Linked DNA regions of Oryctolagus cuniculus: region 1 is linked to region 2. A link is a contact called in public Hi-C data. All regions are on one chromosome and are shown on one strand. The core of a region is the stretch at or near the end of the contact, and the rest is flanking DNA. Distances in the headings are between cores, read along the strand shown. Region 1 has its middle 150 kb from the start of NCKAP5. Region 2 overlaps MGAT5 (alpha-1,6-mannosylglycoprotein 6-beta-N-acetylglucosaminyltransferase).

What was found. A called contact is a pair of places that touch in the nucleus more often than the background predicts.
Region 1: a contact with region 2 is called in a Hi-C map of skin fibroblasts, with 4 times the contacts expected there. The contact joins two enhancer-like sites. A contact is called at or near these places in 4 of 6 Hi-C or Micro-C datasets (ear pinna, embryonic fibroblasts, skin fibroblasts and 1 more).

Annotation. Positions count from the first base shown.
Region 1 is chr3:109,699,221-109,704,376 of mOryCun1.1, reverse strand. No RefSeq gene overlaps it. Among named protein-coding and RNA genes, the nearest start is that of NCKAP5, 150 kb to the left of the region's middle. Within about 2 kb of position 2,911, at least 1 of the 8 cell types and tissues checked has an H3K27ac peak or open chromatin away from gene starts, as enhancers often do.
Region 2 is chr3:109,171,747-109,176,363 of mOryCun1.1, reverse strand. It overlaps MGAT5 (alpha-1,6-mannosylglycoprotein 6-beta-N-acetylglucosaminyltransferase), which reads left to right. Exons shown (of 17, transcript XM_051849614.2): 13 at 1,906-2,052. Among named protein-coding and RNA genes, the nearest start is that of TMEM163, 310 kb to the right of the region's middle. Within about 2 kb of position 1,838, at least 1 of the 8 cell types and tissues checked has an H3K27ac peak or open chromatin away from gene starts, as enhancers often do.

The sequences.
Region 1 (5,156 bases), core at 1,662-4,161, 530 kb before region 2:
ACGCTCCCAGTGCTCCCAGCCACCCAGTCTGTGGGCACTGGGGACAGGAGCCCAAGGAATCTAAGATGCAGACGGCAGGAAGATTCGCCATTCGGTCTGACGGTCACCCCACCTTCCCCTAAGGAACCTTTGGCATCAGCCTTCCCATAACCTTAGCCTCCCTCGGCTGTTCACTGACCTCACCTACCTGTCTCCTCTCCTTCCATGCAGGCCAGGGCTCCAGCAGCACAGATCCTCCCGCCAACTCTGCCCTCCTTTTCCACATTCCTGTACCAGACACACACCCTTTTCTCACCTACGCTTTTGCACTCAGATGAAGTCCATGCACACAGATGGGAAAAAAATTGAATATCTACCCCCTGAATGCTTTGTTCAGTGCCAGACTCGAGGCACAGACTTGAAGGCATAAAAGGTGATTGGCAACTAGTTGTTAACTGAATAATAACTTTGAATAGACCATGATTACTCTAACAATCATTAGCAAGTAAGTTCCTATTGTATGCCATGCACTCTACAGGTACACCAAGTAATTAGAATAATACTAATACCCATGACAACAAATGAGCTGTCACTCTGCCAGGAGCTGTGTTTTCCATGTATTATTATTATTATTATTATTTATTTTATTTTATTTTATTTTTTGACAGGCAGAGTGGACAGTGAGAGAGAGAGACAGAGAGAAAGGTCTTCCTTTGCCGTTGATTCACCCTCCAATGGCTGCCGCAGCCAGCGCGCTGCAGCTAGCGCACTGCACTGATCCGAAGCCAGGAGCCAGGTGCTTCTCCTGGTCTCCCATGGGGTGCAGGGCCCAAGCACTTGGGCCATCCTCCACTGCACTCCCTGGCCACAGCAGAGAGCTAGCCTGGAAGGGGGGCAACCGGGACAGAATCCGGCGCCCCGACTGGGACTAACCCGGTGTGCCGGTGCAGCAAGGCAGAGGATTAGCCTAGTGAGCCACGGCGCCGGCCTCCATGTATTATTTTATATGTAAAATTGCTATTTTATTTGATCCTCACAATATTATTATTATTATTATATCCTTTTTATGGACAAATAAGCCAGGCTGGGAGACATTAAGTAATGCACTTGGTGTCACCCAGTGAGCAAGCTTTAGAGTCCAAGTTCAAGTTGAAGCCCAAATCAGAGAGCCTTAAAAAAAAAAAAAAACAACTATGTTCTAATAGAGTCTTCGGAGGGAAATCCTTCAAACTCTTCTACCTGGTCACGTCCTTGAACACTGTGTTAAGGTACCTCAGTTTTCCAAATGTGTGGGGTCTTCTTTAAGCACAATGAGTCCAGCTTTGCCAGCAAGATGGCCCAGTCACAACTCGATGTCCTGAAGTCAACCTAATTGGCCACTGGGTGGCACCAGAAAAGTGTGTCTGAGAAACAAAAGGCTGCAAGTGCGAGCGGTTTCCAGTGCTCAGGTGTTCCTGAAAGTGAGCAGCACAAACAGGGAGGCAGCAACGCCCACCCGGAAGGAGACAAGCCAAGCCAAGCCCAGGTTCAAAGAAACAGATTGGAAAATACATTTGCTCAGGTGTCTACTGCTCAGAGAGAGAGATGGCAGCAAATCCACATTTGTCTTTCAGTTAAAAAACACACACACACAATCCTAAGTAATGCAGACTATTTAAATACATCTGTTTAGGAGCACACAGAAATCCCGTGGGTGCCACAAGAAATGAAAAATTACAGGCACAACAACTCCCTCACCCCACCCCGTGAGGATGCCCAAACACCTTATCAAGTCCTCGTGGAGACGGCAGCTCTTAAATGATTCAGCTGCCGCTTAGCCCCAATGCATAGCAACAGCCAGAATTACGCTATAATTAACAGCACAGGCAGAGCAAAGGGAACTTGGAAAATATTTCATTTCACATCTCAAAGGAGTTATAGATATTCTTCCTCGTGAATGAGGACATTGTCAAATTATTTATCTAGATCCAGCTGCGAATGCTCCCTGGTGTAAAATACCTAGATTATGCTGTGCTTAGTAGGAGGAAACGGAGCTCACCGGGCAGCTATATTCTGCCGGCTGGGGACCAGGCTGGGGTGCAGTGGCTAAGTTCTGCACGACCGCCACTCTGAGTGTGGTCTGCAGGGTGCTGCGCAGGCGGGAGCTACCAAGGGCCTTCAAAAATTTTGCAGACAAATGGAATTAAAAGATACGTTTACTTTGGTGCAAAACATAACTTTGAAATCCACCATAGTTTCTTCACAGTACATGTTTTTCTGGAACTTTTTGAAGACACCTCAGATACATACAATTCAACTATTTTTGTACAAAAATAAAATCGTATTTTAGTTCCATTTTCCATAAACTGCAAAATATTTATTTGAGAGACAGGGAGACAACTCCAAATTCCTGTAAGAGCCAGGGCTGCACCAGGCTGATACAAGGAGCCAGGAATGCAATCCAAGTCTCCCATGTGGGTGTCGAGAACCCAATGACTTGAACTATCACTGCTGTCTCCGAGGCTGTGCGTTAGCAGGAAGCGTGGGCTCAGGCACTGCGGCTTCACCTGTGTGTAAACCACTGGGCCCAAAGTCTGTCCCTCCATAACCCTGAAATGCTCTCATTTGGGCTATTGTTCCACCAGGAGACAGATACAGGAAGTGACAGGGAGCAAGAGAAAGGTATGTAGCAAGTTGACATGGTGATGCTAGCCAAGGCTGTGATCAGCTCAGCCTAGCCGAACCTGCAGGGATGTGGCAAACCAGCTATCGAGTCATTTGTGGCAAGGGTTGTGCCAAACTAGTCCAATACAGTAAGCACAGTCAAAGAGACTGGAGATTCATCAGACTTGCCTCCGCCCTGAGCAGTTGGGATGCACTGTCCTAGGGACCGAAGGCAGAGTGCTCTGATCTTGTCCATCCAGTTCCCTAGCCTTGACAGGCAGTGCCTAGGAGTCAAGAGTGTGGGCTAGGTTTACAAGGAGAACTCAATCTAATCTCCTCTCTTCAGCTGTGTTGCCTTAGGCACGCTGCCTAACCTTTGGTTTTCTTAGTACTAAAATGTGGCTAATGATATTTACTTTACAGAGAGGTTGGGAGAATGATATGAAACAGAGTAGGTGTGATAAAACTGAGCACTCACATGGTTTCCACGCCTTCTCTCTCTTCCTCCCTCCCCCAAACAATACTCTTCTTTGGAGGGCTTTTCCAAATAAAGCCTTTCCATCCTCAGAAAACAAGGCAGACTGGGCAGCAAGAAGAAAATGGAGGGTTTCCAGTGTGTCCCAGCAGCAGGTTGTTGGCATGTGGAAGCTGGAGATGGGCAAACCAGAGGTAGACAATTCTCAGCCATTGGTTTGGAGAGCATTTTTGGCTTTCTCTGGGTGGTTCTGTTATGGGAAAACCACGGCGGAGAAATTATTGTTACCTCGGTTTTTTGTCTCACATGGAAGAAGAATTTCCAGGCGGAAGGCAAAGAGATTTAAAAGTATTTATCAGAATCAAGGACCTCGGCCGGCGCCGCTGCTCACTAGGCTAATCCTCCGCCTTGTGGCGCCGGCACACCGGGTTCTAGTCCTGGTCGGGGCGCCAGATTCTTTCCCAGTTGCCCCTCTTTCAGGCCAGCTCTCTGCTGTGGCCTGGGAAGGCAGTGGAGGATGGCCCAAGTGCTTGGGCCCTGCACCCCATGGGAGACCAGGATAAGTACCTGGCTCCTGCCATCGGATCAGCGCGGTGCGCCGGCTGCAGCGGTGGCCATTGGAGGGTGAACCAACGGCAAAAGGAAGACCTTTGTCTCTCTCTCTCACTGTCCACTCTGCCTGTCAAAAAAAAAAATTACTTATTTATTTGAAAGTCAGAGATATGCAGAGAGATAAAGAGACAGAATAGATCATCTATCTGCTGGTTCATTCCCCAAATGGCCCCGCTAGCTGGGACTGGTCCAATCCTAAGTTAGGAGCCAGGAGTTTCCTCTGGGTCTCTTGGGTGCAGAAACCCAAGCACTTGGGCCATCCTCTACTGCTTTCTCAGGTGCATTAGCAGGGAGCTGGATGGGAAGTAGAGTGGTAGGGACTGGAACTGGCACCCACATGGGATGCCGGTATTGCAGGCAGCAGCTTTAGTTGCTTTGCCACAATGCCAGCCCCTGGTGGGTGTTTGACACAGCAGTCACAATGCCTCCTGGGACATTCATATCCCGTACCAGAGTGCCTGGGTCAAGAACAGGATCCACTTATGACTGTAGCTTCCTCCCTAACCTGGGAGATGGCAGGTGATGGCTGAAGTACTTGGGTCCTTGCCACTCATGTGGGAGATCAGATGGAGTTTCTGGCCCAGCCTTGCCTGTTTTAAGGAACTTAAAGAGTAGACCAGGAGCTTGGATTGTGGCATAGTGGGTTGAGCGGGCACTGAAATACCAGTATCCCATATGGGCACTGGTTTGAGTCCTGGCTGCTCCATTTCTCCATTTCTGATCCAGTTCCTTGCTAATGCACCTGAGAAAGCAGTGGGAAATGGCCCAAGTAGTTGGAATCCTGTACCTATGTGGGAGACTCAGAAGAAGCTTCTGGCTTGTGGTTTTGGCCTGGCCCATGCCCTGCCATTTGTGCCATTTGGGGAGTGAACCAGCAGAGAGATGATCTCACTATCTCTCCTTCTCTCTCTGTTTCAAATAAATAAACTCTGCCTTTGAAATAAATAAAATATATCTTTCTTTAAAAAAAAAAAGAGTGATCCAGCAGATGAAAGATCTCTACTTCTGCCTTTCAAATAGAATAAGGAAGCAACTATTGCTTTGAGACCCACTTCTAATGCTTTCATGCTATTTAACAAACCACTAATGTCACCCATCAGGAAGCACCTCTGACATGCTCTAGGCTAATTGGCAAAGCAGCTGAGGTTAAGAGAGACCCTGGTAACAGAAGTTCACTCCAGCCTTCTGTGGCCACATCTTGATTAGAGTACTGAGCACTCCTGAGAGTTCTGGCCACGCCAAAATACGGCTGCACTTGAACTGAGACTTCACTAGGTCAGCACAGTCAAGAACAGTGAGTGGTTCAAAGGTCCAAAGTAAGTCACAGCCAATATACTAGAGTGGTTAAGGATACTCCAGGAAATCACACACACAAGGCACTTAGCACTATTCCTGGCACATTAACCAATACGGAGTACATGCTTGCTATTATTGTGATTATATTCTA
Region 2 (4,617 bases), core at 589-3,088:
CACAGAGTCGCAGATCTGGATGCCCTGTGCCTTCCCATTCCCCACTGCAGCCTGAGCAAGCTCATCTCATTTCTCCTAGATGGCCCACGCATCCTCGCCAAGGTCAGAGAAAAAGCAGAACCTAGAGATCGAAAGTCTCAAGGGTGATAAACCTGGGTCCTTCATTTTTAATCAAGCAGGAATGTCTAGGAGCTGGCTCTCTGCACCATTTCGTCCTGTGCCTTCTGCTGCTGGCAGTCCCAACCCCCACCTCTGAGCCACAAGCCCCACCCCAGCTAGTGCTCCTAAGCTGGCCTTGACAGTCTCCTTTCTGTTTGCTGAATGAGTAAGATGGAAAGTGTGAGCCTGGGGATGGTGTAGAGATTGGCCCTTGTCTGCAGCCCCTGGGCCCCTGCGGCCATGCTCTCCCTCACCCATGTGGTCTCTGCAGCTGCTTTCTCCCAAGGGGAGGGCGCCCAGGCAGCAGGTGGAGCTCTGCTGGCCCCTCTCCCCAGCTCCCTCCCCTAGGAGTACTGCAAGCAGTGAGAGCCAAGGTTTGCAAGAAAAGCAAGGCACTTCCTCCCAACGCCCAGAAATATGAGCCTCCTGCCCTGTATCAAAGTTAACGGAGGATCTAAGAGGACAGTTTTTTGCCCTAGAATTTCCCTAGCGACTATGTAACCCTCCAAGGTTTCAGCCATGGCATGCTGCATCCTCATGTGTGCCCGGGAAGCCTTAATTTCAAATAATCATTCTGTGAAAGAAGCTGCGAAGATGGCCGAGCAGGGAGGGGAGAAACACCCCCAGCCATATTCAGCCGGGCAGATGTCGCACTAGGAGCCACATCTCAGCGCTGGCCCCATGGTGTTCTGCACACCAGGGCGGGAGGAAGCCACAGCCTTGGAGCCCACTTGGCCTTTGTCCCTTGATGAGCTTCTGGGGACTGGAGCAATTTTGGAACTGGTTCCTTGGCGTGTATGGGACAAGCTCACAATGGATTTGTTCATTCATTCTTAAATGAATATGAAGGAATCATAAAGACTTATTTCCGTATGTATTCAAAAGGCAGAATAAGAGATCTTGACTCCCTCAGGGCCCGCCAGCAGTGTGATAGGTGCCCTCTGCGAGGCATTTCTGGGAGATGCTATTTCAATTTTGGACCCAGGAATGAGCGCCCGCCAGGCTGCAGCTCTTCCGCTTTGTCACAGCAGCTCTGGCTGCTATAGCCGCCGTGGCCCGGACTTGGAACGCGTGTTTCTGCTGCCATCTGTCGCCTGCCGTGGGGAAGGCACACCGTTTGCAACCCCAGGGAGGGAAGCAGCCTGGCAGGGGGAGCAGCTCTGCACCCGTTCCCCCACCGCCACCCTCCCCCGCACTGGACAGGGCGTGCTGGTGGCCCCTAGAGAAGAGCCCGCTGTGAAAACCTGCGTTTCCCGCCCTACCATCATCATTTGACTGCAGTCGCATTTGAACTGCAATCAAACCACCCAGTGACCTCTCTGTGCCTCCGCCCACAGCCCTGAAAGGGCCCTTGTTCCCTTGGCTCAGTGAAGAAAGCTTCTGTTTAGTTAAGCGCGTGTTTTTCCAGTCCTGTCTCCCGGTGAGGTACAGAAAGATGATTGTTGGGTCTTGCTTTTTGTTGTTGTCTTTTTCTTTTAACCCCTGACCTCCCTCCCCCTCCCCACCCCTCCCCCACCTCCTCACTTTCTTAGCGAAGAAGGAAAGTGCGGGAAGCTGCGCAGTTTGGATCTGAGAACCCCCCGTGATGCTTTTCAGATCCCGGTCTGAGCCGACTTCTCTACAGGGCCTGGGACCCTTCCAGCGTGTCTGAGGCACGCACAGGGAGGCCTCAGCAGAGCCCCCTGCGAGCCAGGGATGCCAGTCCTGACTGATGTGTTTATGTGCTGTGTGTTTTCTGTCCTACAGTTGTTTGTTGGACTTGGGTTCCCTTATGAGGGCCCGGCTCCCTTGGAGGCCATTGCAAATGGATGTGCTTTTCTGAACCCCAAGTTCAACCCGCCCAAAAGCAGCAAAAACACAGACTTTTTCATCGGCAAGCCGACGCTGAGAGAGGTAAGCATCTTTGGGAAGTCGTTCTCTGTGCAGTTACACGGATGGTGGCTATTTATGGAATGCTGCTATGTTCCTTGGTATCTGTGGGGCATTGGTTCCAGCTCTCCCCACTGCCCCCCAAATCTGCGGATGCTCGAGGCCCTTGCATAAAACAGCACAGACCCTGTGCATATCCTCTGTATGCTTTATTTTTTAAAGAAGCTTTATTTTATCTATTTGAAAGAATTAGAGAGGTCTTCCATCTCTTGGTTCACTCCCCAAGTGGCTGCAACTGCTGGAACTGGGCCATTCAAAAGCCAGGAGCTGGGAGCTTCTGGGTCTCCCATTTGGGTACAAGGGCCCAAGGACCTGGACCATCTGCTGATATCCCAGGTGCATTAGCAGGGAGCTGGATCAGAAGTGGAGCATCCGGGACTCGAACTGGCACACATATGGGATGGCAGCACTGCAGGCCTTGCTTTAACCCACTGAGCCACAGCCAGCGCTGGCCCTCACGTATACTTTAAGTCATCTGTAGATTACTTAAAATACTGAGTATAAGTGTTTGTATAGAACTATTGTAGAGTGTTTAGGGAGTAGTGACAAGCAAAGCTGTACATGTTCAGAGATGCAGTTTTTTCCAAATGTTTTCAGTTTGTGCCTGATTGAGTCTGCGGGTGACAGACCCATGGACTGGAGGCTGACACTCTTATTAACTTTATTCAACATGGTGAGGTGGGAGGCGGGGCATTTGGCGTGGCCTTGAGGCTCAGAGAGATGAATGACTTGGTGGTATCACCTTATACATTGGTGCCTGGCCAGGATTTGAGCCTACATCTGACTTCACGAAGTAAGGCCAAGTCTATCTTAAGGTGAACACGGACATTCTAGCCTTCTGGTTATGATGGAACTCTGATCTTGTGCATGGCTATAATGTAAGTAATAAGGAAATCAACACAGTTATTTGGAGGAGAATCTTCTGTCCTTGATAGGCTGTGAAGGGTAAAAGGCTCAAAGAGTTTTCAAGGGACCATCGCCCTGAAAGACGTGCCGTGGGTTGCTGCCGTGACCTGCCTGAATGTTAGCTCACCGTCAGCAAGCGCCATCCTGTGCAGCAGCCCTGCCCAGCAGGAAGCACGAACAGAGGACTCCTTTGAATTGCCTTCAGAGCTCTCCTGAAAATCCGCAATGGGTGATGGATCGCCAGGGTGGTTGGATTGGATTCAGGGCTGTAAGCAAAGGTCATTAACAACAGAGTGTGAGTGGTCAAGCAGATGTTCCCGTGTCTGGTCAGACACAAGTATGTGCAGGAAGCTGTGGCTGATTTCCTTGAGATTTCTGTGTGGTTAGTGAGTGGTGCTAAAAGCTGCGTGTGCACAGGAAGTCAAAGCAGCGTCCCGGTCACTCAGGGCCTTGCACTGGGGGGCGTTACCCTTATGGGCAGCCTGCCCATGATGTGACAGCAGCACAGAAGGAATGTTTGGGAGGCATACCTTCCCCAAGTCTGCTGCTTTAAACCCTTCACTTTCCCCGATTCTGTCTCCCAAAGAGCACATGCAATGAATTTTCAGTAAGTACTCTGTAGAGATGACTCAGATCTCTCCAGTTCATGGAATTGATTACGTTGGGAGTTCTTTTCTCTGACCCTTCCTGTCCTTCATGAAATGGCAACAAGAGACATAGGAAGGGCAAAGAGATGCGTAGGTGACCTCACAAAGGTTAACCTGGGGCCCAGGTAAACTGCTGACGTGGGCCCCTTGTTTGCTTGCTTGCTTTTTCCTGCAGCTGGTCGCATACATTTGAATTCTTTATTTCAATGAGTGGTTTCTTCTTGCGAGGTCAGTTGGTTCATTCATTCCTTAGCAATACGTATGCACACCTGGGTGCAGGTCCTAGGGTGCAGAGATCAGGACCAGCCAGCCGTTGAAGGGCTCACTCTTTGGAAAGATTTAAAAACCACCTCCCCCGAGCTGAGAACATCTCAGTGTAGGAGTCGATGCTTTAGTGGGTGATGACTTCTTCGGAGTTTGGGATAAAAATGGACTAACAAAATGATCCCTAGGGTTTTTTGTTTTGACAAGTAAAAGTTGTGTGTGTGTGTGTGTGTATAGTATAATAACTTGATATTTTGATATCAAGAAACTGAACATTGCAGTGAAGCAAACTGACACCCCGTCACCTTACACAGATGCCGTTTTTGGCGTAGTGAGAACACTGAAGACCTGCCATCTTGGCGGATTGCAAGTGTACACTGCAGTATTGTTAGCCCGAACTCACTCATCTTAGATAGCTACAACTTTGTAATATTTGACTATTTTAGATTCTGCATACAAAGGAGATGATGCAGTATTTTTGTATATCTATATCTGACTGACTTAACAATGTCCTGGAGTTTCTTTTGTATTGCAAATGATAAGATCTTCTGTTTTTAAGGCTAAATCATATCCCATATGCATGTACTCAGACACAGTTTCTTTATCATTCATCTATTGGTAGCCACTTAGGTAGTGTCCATGCCTTACCTCCTGTGAATGGCATGACAGTGTACATGGGAGTGCAGATGTCTCACGGATGTACTGATCTCAG